3 separate regions of the Mus musculus genome follow, and regions 1 and 2 are each linked to region 3. Evidence: chromatin contacts called from public HiChIP or PLAC-seq data. All regions are on one chromosome and are shown on one strand. Each heading gives the region's core, a stretch centred on a gene start, on an enhancer-like site or on the middle of the called end of the contact. The rest is flanking DNA. Distances are from core to core; before and after follow the strand shown.

Evidence for each region. HiChIP or PLAC-seq counts read pairs in DNA pulled down with a chosen protein or histone mark.
Region 1: a FOXA1 HiChIP or PLAC-seq map of pancreatic cancer cells shows a contact between it and region 3. The contact joins two enhancer-like sites. A contact is called at or near these places in 1 of 484 Hi-C or Micro-C datasets (muscle stem cells) and 3 of 115 datasets of contacts at active chromatin or transcription factors (extraembryonic endoderm stem cells, pancreatic cancer cells and trophoblast stem cells).
Region 2: a contact with region 3 is called in a FOXA1 HiChIP or PLAC-seq map of pancreatic cancer cells. The contact joins two enhancer-like sites. A contact is called at or near these places in 1 of 484 Hi-C or Micro-C datasets (extraembryonic endoderm stem cells) and 4 of 115 datasets of contacts at active chromatin or transcription factors (embryonic stem cells, extraembryonic endoderm stem cells and pancreatic cancer cells).

What each region holds. Positions count from the first base shown.
Region 1 is chr17:13,742,637-13,745,336 of GRCm38.p6, forward strand. The region is part of intron 1 of Tcte2 (t-complex-associated testis expressed 2); the gene reads right to left. Among named protein-coding and RNA genes, the nearest start is that of Afdn, 17 kb to the right of the region's middle. Within about 2 kb of position 1,260, at least 113 of the 459 cell types and tissues checked have an H3K27ac peak or open chromatin away from gene starts, as enhancers often do. A contact at or near this core is called in extraembryonic endoderm stem cells, pancreatic cancer cells and trophoblast stem cells, where this site is marked.
Region 2 is chr17:13,667,546-13,670,245 of GRCm38.p6, forward strand. No RefSeq gene overlaps it. Among named protein-coding and RNA genes, the nearest start is that of Gm24867, 6.5 kb to the right of the region's middle. Within about 2 kb of position 1,361, at least 169 of the 459 cell types and tissues checked have an H3K27ac peak or open chromatin away from gene starts, as enhancers often do. A contact at or near this core is called in pancreatic cancer cells, where this site is marked.
Region 3 is chr17:13,923,417-13,926,116 of GRCm38.p6, forward strand. No RefSeq gene overlaps it. Among named protein-coding and RNA genes, the nearest start is that of Gm7168, 24 kb to the right of the region's middle. Within about 2 kb of position 1,370, at least 48 of the 459 cell types and tissues checked have an H3K27ac peak or open chromatin away from gene starts, as enhancers often do. A contact at or near this core is called in extraembryonic endoderm stem cells, pancreatic cancer cells and trophoblast stem cells, where this site is marked.

The DNA of each region.
Region 1 (2,700 bases), core at 10-2,509, 180 kb before region 3:
GAAATGAGGAAGGACTGTGAAGGGGCACCAGCTCTCTTTGTTTAGTTTAAGATGTTCTAAAACTGATCGTTGTGATGGCTGTTTAACTCCCCATGTTTCAGAAACCACCCACTATCAGGCTTTGTGAATGAAATGTCAGTGAAGCAAATAGACTGGCGAAAAGAAAAAAGAAAAAAAAAGAAAAAAGAAAGAGAGAAAAAGAAAAAAGGAAAAAGAAAAAAGGAAAAAGAAAAAAGAAAAGAAAAGGAAAGAAAGAAAGAAGAAAGCAAAGAGCTGCTGGCTAGCTGTAGGTTTTACCATGTGTTTTCCAGGATCAGGGAGGAGCCAGAGGTATGGAGCCTACAGCCCAGTAGGCTCTGAGAGTCACCTAACAAGGCTGAAACCAGGAAGGAATCCAGCTACTGCCTGATCTGGTACAGTGAGGGACAAGCAGAAGGCAGGCCTTGGTTTTCCCAAGCTGCCTTTTACCCTGTGCTTCCTGCTGCTCAGACCCAATAGAGCAGACCCCAGCCTGCTGGGCACCGGGCAGGTGCATCAGGACAGAGGACAACCAGAAAGCCTTGCTGGAATTACTGGAATTGACAGTCTTCCTCCTTCCTTTGTCCTCAGAACTTGCCTAAGCCTCAGTGGGCTCCTCCCCAGCTCCTGCCCTGTAAAGCTTCCGAATGCAGCTTGTTTAGTACAGTGCCCCTAGATTCAAGCTCCCTGGAGACCCAGGGCTACAGGGCCCCCACTTGCCTCTTGAACAGCTCTCTGACCTTTGCAGGTCCTCGGTGTATCTTGTTAGTAAGAAAAATCCATGTCCCCATGGTGCTTATCATCTGGGAGGATAAGGAGGAGGGAGGTGGGTAGTGGGTGGCAGCATGCATCGAGTGCCTGCTTCTTACTTGGCTTCCACAAGCACAGAAGTCACTGCCTCTTCCCTCTGCCACACTCCAGGCATCATTTGCACGATCCACAGAAATTATTACAAGGGCTGCCCCAAGTGGAACTCTACAGACACTGACCTTGCGCTTAGTGTGGGAAAGGGTGAGAAAATGCGCACTCCCAGCAGGCAGGCCCATCCCCTAGCTGTGTTTGCTGCTTCAAGTGCTTCCCTGTGCAGTGAAGGTGTGTGACACCGAGAGCTAGAAAGGAGGCGAGGAAGGCGCTTCCCATAAGCCAAGGCTGCCTTTATGAGGCGTCTGTGTGGTTCTCACAGTGCCAGAAGTAGTTGTTACGGCCTCTGTTTACAGATGAAGATATGGCCTTGGTGTTGGGAAACAGTCACAGCAAAGGAATGTGCCAGCAGCAGGCCAGCCTGCTTTTCCTGCCTGCTGCACCTGGGGAGCCCAGAGTCATCAGGAAGCCAGGTTCACACCTCTGTGCAGCTGCTGGCCATGCACTTGTGTGGATGGTGTGTGCTTTAAGCCTCCTGTTCCTGCTAGTGACAGTCCAATAAACACATCACAAACGCAGCAAAGCATAGGGCGGCTGGTACAGATGGGCAACTGCACTATACACTAAAAAGGGATTTCGGAGATGGCCTCCTGAAAACTAAGGATCTCAGGCAAGGATGCACCTTCTGGCAGTGGTGCCTCAAGGATGAATCCCCAGAAATACTATATAGAGGTCTTTCCAGCTAATGTAAGCAGCACACAGGGCCAGTCCTGATTTTTTTCTTAGGCAGAAGTTCTAATAAAATGGTTTGGCAAAGAAATGCTGTTTCATTCTCCCTGTGAAACTTTTACAAGAAACTCTGCTGCGATTTCTTAGCATGAGAGACTTTTCCGTGGTTGATTTGCCATGTACGATCACGTGTTGGCAGATGGTACGCACACTGGCTGACTGGAGATGGAGAAGGGAGTGGGAGTGGGGTCGGAGCAGTCTCCATCAACACTACAGTGCTATGAGATCCTTAAGCAGAATTTACCATTGGAAAAATATGTGAGATCTTCAGTACAGGCCCACAGAGAGCTCTGGAGCTAGCAAGTCTGTAAGGGGACTGCTCTCATTAGGAACAGTAGCTCATTTTCCTTCACATTATCTATTCATAATCCATATACTACCTGCTATAAAACACAGTAAGACAAAATCACTGGACAAATTGTGGTATCTGTCTACTTACAGCATGTGCTGTGCTGTACCAGACACCTACGGGGTTGCTAACATTGTTATTAAATGCTGGAAGCTCGGATCCATTGTATGGAAGGATCTGGAAAAGGTAAAAAAATACACCCACTTTCACCTCTCAGTCTGCCGTGCAGGTCTCCCCACAGTGAGGTATTTGGATCTGTTAATAATTACACTTCCCAGTTGTAACCTGTACAAAACCCAATGAAGTGTGGACTCACAAGGTGTCAGCTCTCGGTCTCAGGGAAGGAGACTTCTTAGGCATAACTGCTTGTCAGAGCCATTCTCAGTCAGCCTGGAAGTTGGCACTCTGCCCTGGTGTCATGCTTTCAGAAGCAAAGACTCCCTCGCTCTCACCACAGTCTGCAGTTTGCATTTCTAGTTTGTGACAGCTCCCTTTACTGGACAAGACCCCTGGGGGGTGACATACAACAGCACAGGAGGCCGTTACAGACAAGGTGGGTTTGTGTCATAGCTGTGTCCAAGTTCGGGGAAACTCCTATCTGACCTGAGCCCACCTTTTCTATCTCAAGACTGTTCAACCTATTTCTACAAGTGTTAGAATGGTAGCCAATGAATGGTTGCCAC
Region 2 (2,700 bases), core at 111-2,610, 260 kb before region 3:
CGGGCTGTCCTGGAGCTCACTTTGTAGACCAGGCTGGCCTCGAACTCAGAAATCCCCCTGCCTCTGCCTCCCGAGTGCTGGGATTAAAGGCGTGTGCCACCACGCCCGGAGGGAGCTACTGTTTGAAATTGCATTTAGACGTCATTTGTCACAGAAGTAAAACGCGGCTCAAGAAACTGAGAGTCTCATTCAAATTCTACAAACCAGGAAGCTGTTAGAAACCTAGTGTGGTCAGGCCTCATGCCCCCCCTGTCCCAGAGCTGGAAGTACAAATGTCCCACCTGACTTAAGACACCTGAGTGGAACCTGATGGCTACAAACAACCCACTTAGCTTCCTACTCTCTCACCTGAAACCCAGCACATGGAATTCAATATGGAATATACCAGACTTTTCTTTATAGCAAAGGTCTCCCCTCCTCCCTCTCTTTCTCTCTTTCCCATCTCTCTCTCTCCATACACACACATACACACACACACACATACACACACACACACACACACACTCAGGTCAGAAAGCCTCTTCATTGCTGGTTTATAAATGTGCTTATATGATCCATACATAAGCAATGGTTTCTACAACCTAGACTCACACACAAACACCAAGAGTAGCCAACCCTCCCAGATCCTGTTCTAGGGGCCTCTTGGCCAGGAGCTGGCTGTACACGTGGTCACTCTGCACTCTAGCTAAGAAGAGGCGAAATTCATTTGACTAGGCTTGGCCAGCACCTAAGAAGGGCTGGCCTAGGACGCTGGCCTGGCAAAGCACCATGTCTCCTTGCTTCCATAGTTCCAGTAGGGAAAGTCTTAGCCTAGTGAAGAGCTTTCTGCCCTCACTGAGGGTCCCTTCCTAGAGCCCAGCCCCAAAGCCAGGGAGAAAGGGAAACAGGGCTAGAAGAGACTTTCCCCGAAAGAGAGCCCCTGTGGCCTCTCTCCACAAGAGTCCACAGGGGAACAGCAACCATCATGAAAGGCTAAGCATTTTCACAAAGGGTGAAACACGTATTTCTTTACAGGGCACGGAGGAAATCTGCGGCTCCTGGGACTCTGAGGTCTGAGATCTTCTCAGATTTAACCTGGTAGCCTTGCGCCCCACACCCTTCCCCAGCCACAGGCCGCCCACACCCCCTCCCCCAGTCACTGGCTGCTCTCAGTCTTTGGGCTGCATTTCCCTGCGGGGCTTATTTTTAAACACTATTCATGGGAGTATCCTACCGTGCACAGTGTGGGCCAGAGGCAGCTGCAAGCTTCCCTCTCTGCACCAATTAAAGCCGAATTTGATGCTCCTTAGCATATGAATCAAGGCGCCAGGCAGTATATTTATTGCTTACTCAAGCCCTTCTCAGCTCTGCTCAGTCTCCACCCCCAGCCCTGAACCCTGGGTTGGCCCGTGGCACCTGCAGCTTCCTTGTGCCACGCCCCTCTGTCCAGAATGCCTAGGTCGCAGAGACTATATATAAATAGCCTTCTGTGGGCCAAATCAGGTTTTGTGAATGCTCCCGGGGCACCGGGGATCTATACCAGTTGTAAGAAAGATATTTTTGATAAAATATCAAGATGAATGGGAAATGCAGGGATTCAGCTGACTGGCTGGCAGCACCCTCGAATTTGGATTCTAAACTAAGAAACCATTGAAGGGATTTTGTGATTTATGCGGGTCAGGAGACATGAGGAATTCTCCTAATGAATGCATTGCTCCTGTGTTTCCCATTTCCTGATTAAAAAGAAAAAAATTCTCAAGGCTGACACTGCCTATCGTGATTTTAGGAGGTTAAGGAAGATCGTTTGTCTGTGAATATGGATGCTGCGGGCATCTGGGAGGAAGTGGCTGGGCGTGCTCTAAAATGCAGTGACAGTATTCTCCGAGCATGCATGGCATCGCAGGCTGGCGGCAAGCCCAGACCTTTGATATTGATCAATCCACAGGAATTACTCAGTGGAGACAGAGGATGCTACATGATAATTCTGCGATCCACAAACCCCTTGGCACAGGCTTTGCCTTTCTGTAAGAGGCTCAGAAAATGAAGGAGGCCAGAGGCTGTGCTGTCTGGAGTCTGTAGGGCTTTTGGACATTCTTTGTGTGTTTGCATGGTGTGTGTGTGTGTGTGTGTGTGTGTGTGTGTGTGTGTGTGTGTGTGTGTGTGTTGTTGTTGGTCATACACATGAATGTGTGGTTGCATGCTCCCACAGAGGACAGAGAAAGACATAAGGTCTCTCTCTGTCATTCTCTGCTTTAGTCCCTTGGAATTGAACTGGAAGCTCACCACTTCTGTGAGGTGGACTGTGTTAGTGTTTTGTCTAGGCTCCACCCCACAGTTACCAAAGCTGGGGTTACAGGCACAGATAGCTTTGGTCATCTTTCTGTTTGAGTGTCACACAGCAAGCACTCTTCCCTCTGGAGCCATCTCCCCAGGCCTGTTGGACATTCTTGTATTTTTCGGAAACCAGGAGGACCTGTTAGACACCCTGAACAGAATCTAAACTGAGCCCTTGGTTTGTCCACGAGCTTTGATTTTTTTTTTTTTTTCCTGCTCATGGCTTATCTGGCATCTCACCCAGCTCTGAGTCTTTTGTTCCCAGACTCTCTAGAGGTACCCAGAGTTACTGGGTAAACAATACAAGACCCTAATGGCACTAAACACCTTCCCTGTGTTAGGAGTCGGAAAAGATGCCTTATGAACCTAAGGACCTCCAGGTAAAAC
Region 3 (2,700 bases), core at 120-2,619:
TATACCCTCAGCAGGATGGGCTCCTTGCACCCCACAGTACAACTTTGCTCTCATGTCAGTATCAGTAGACCCTATCTCTGAAGGGCCAAGTATCAAATGCCTCGCCTTGAGGACCATCTGGCTGCTGTCTTTGTTACACAGCATTGTCCCTGAGCAGCCAAGTCTAATCTGTCATCAGAGCTATCTGTGTGTTCCAGGAGGAGTTGCCAACACAGACAAGCAGCAGCTGGAGCTGCCTGGGGCACCACTTACCAGCCTTGACCTTGCTTGATGAACCGAGCTCTGCCTGAATCTGCCTGCTCTGTTTTGTCTTCAATTAGGAAACAGTCCTTGTGTGGTACCCTCTTCCTGGCTGTCCTCTGGTTGATAAGACATACAAGTTTGAAAGGTATGAACATCTTCAAGAGGATGTGGAGAGCTGGGTTCAGTGTCAGGCATACCAGTGCACTGGGGCTTAGGGACATGCAGGGTTCATCTACCAGCTCCCATTGCCACGTTCACAAATGAGCGACTTGGTAGTGTTCCAGGTACAGATCCCATCCGTAGCTATCCTAGTTTGTGAGCAAGTATTTTTTCAGGATGACAGTAACTAACCATGGGGTTTTCTATCACAGGCTTCTTTCTCTCAGTGTAATGGTATCCCCAAGGCCAGGCATGACAGAGGGAACCCAAGTGCCTAAGTTCTGTTTATTGTCCCACTGAGGCTTCCCCCATCCCCTATAGTTGGCGACCTGTGAGGCCATAGCTGGAGATATGTAGGTTCTTCCAGCTTGCCTCTTAAGACCAACCCAGCAAGTGCACAAAAGAACAGAGCCATCAGCCAAGAAGCCTAAGGAGCAGGACCAACAGAGAGAGCTCCCACAGAGCAACCCTCCTAGTCACACAGCAGGGGAACAGTGTAGAAGCATTCAAGCCACTAAAGATCCATCTGTTTCCAAGGGTCTGCCCTCCCCTCCCATGTCCCTGCTCCCCTTCCTTCCACATCCCCACTCTTCTTAGCCTCTACTATAATGTGAACAGCTTGTCCCTGCTTTCCTGTACCCTGCCAGCTTGAAAATCAGTAGGCAGTAAACTTTCCTATGATCTTGTCCATTGGGATTCCTTGGGGGGAATTGTGGGGCACATTCTTCCAGGTTTCTGAGCAGTAGTTCTCTGCCTCTTACACTAATTTGACACCTCCCCTTGACTTCCAGAATGTAGGGCCCAGCAGAATCTCAGGCAGTGGTATTTGGACATATTCACACCCCCTCCTCTTGGATAGGTGAGTTCAGATATTTCCAAGGGATAGTTACAGTTATATACAAGCGCTTGTCATTCTGGCCATAGCATGCCTGGTACTTCAGGGGCTGAGACAGTGATAGCCTAGCAGTGGGTGACACAGCATGACTCAGTGTTTGTCATGAGACTTTCTCCTGGAACAGAGCAGAGAGGTGTGCTGACTAGAGTCAGATGAGCTCTTGTGCTGCGAGATGTGCTGCAGTCCACCATGTTCCCTGTCATCCTGGAGGAAATGTTTTCTTCACCACAAGGGTCTTTTTAGAAACACACACACACACACACACACACACACACAGCATTCTGATTCATCTTGGCCCCCACAGTCCCTTATTCTCCTACTTCTGTCAGCTCCTTCTCTGTAAGCCTCTTTCTCATGTCCATGCCTTTGTTTTGTTTGTGATCTGCTAAGTTTAACCAGGACCATCTGTATGACAGTGGGTCTGGAGTTAGCCAGTGGAGTTAGTGGTCCATGCATTGGGCCCACAACTGACCATAAGGACTCAACCTCTCTCCTGAATCCATCGGTAGCTAACAGTTCAGCAGAGAGGGTGGGCCCACTGAGCCCCCCACATGTCATGTCTGCTCGTGTAGGCCTGGAGTAGGCAACTGTAATCTGTTCATGATCAAAATGGCTGCATCATACTTAGAAGACAGTACACAGCCCTTCCCCCACCCACAACCCATTTTTTTTTTCTTTCTGTTTTCTCTCCCAGGATATTCCCTGGGTCTCAGAGTGTGTGATATAAATATCCCATTTAAGGCTGAGTGTGCTAGAGCTGATTTCTCAAAAGAAACTTTAAAAGCCAGGAGACCTCAGAAAAATGTACTTCAAGTTCTGCAAGACCATAGATGCCAACCCAGTCAACTTGCTCTGCCATGCAAAACTCTCCATCATAAATGAAGAAGAAAGTAAAACATCCCACAATAAAGAATTTATGACCGCCATGTCAGTCCCTCCAAGAATCCTGGAAGGAATGCCTCATTCTAGACAGAAGGATGAGCATGCCCACAAGGCTAACAGTGAAGGAGAAACAGTAGTTGTTAGGTGAAGCAGGCCTGAGAAAGCAAATGCCATACAATCGGTAAAGGACCATACAGAACACATGTCTGTTAGTAATGACCTCAGTTCCTCATCCAAAACATTCTGGGTAGGATTAGAAAACAGGACCCTGTTGTCCTTTTTGTTGCTTACAAGAAATAAACCTCACCTTCAAGGACAGACCATACCTTAGAGTAAAGCTATGGGAAAATATTGCAAACAAATGCCCAGGAAACAGGCAGGTGTTGGCTTTTGTAATACCTGAGGGATTAGAAGCCAAAACTAATCAGAAGAAATAAAGAAGAAAGCAGCCCACTAAGAACATTACATAAGCCCGAACTTGGGTACATTCATCATTATGCAAATACTTGAAACAAACACTA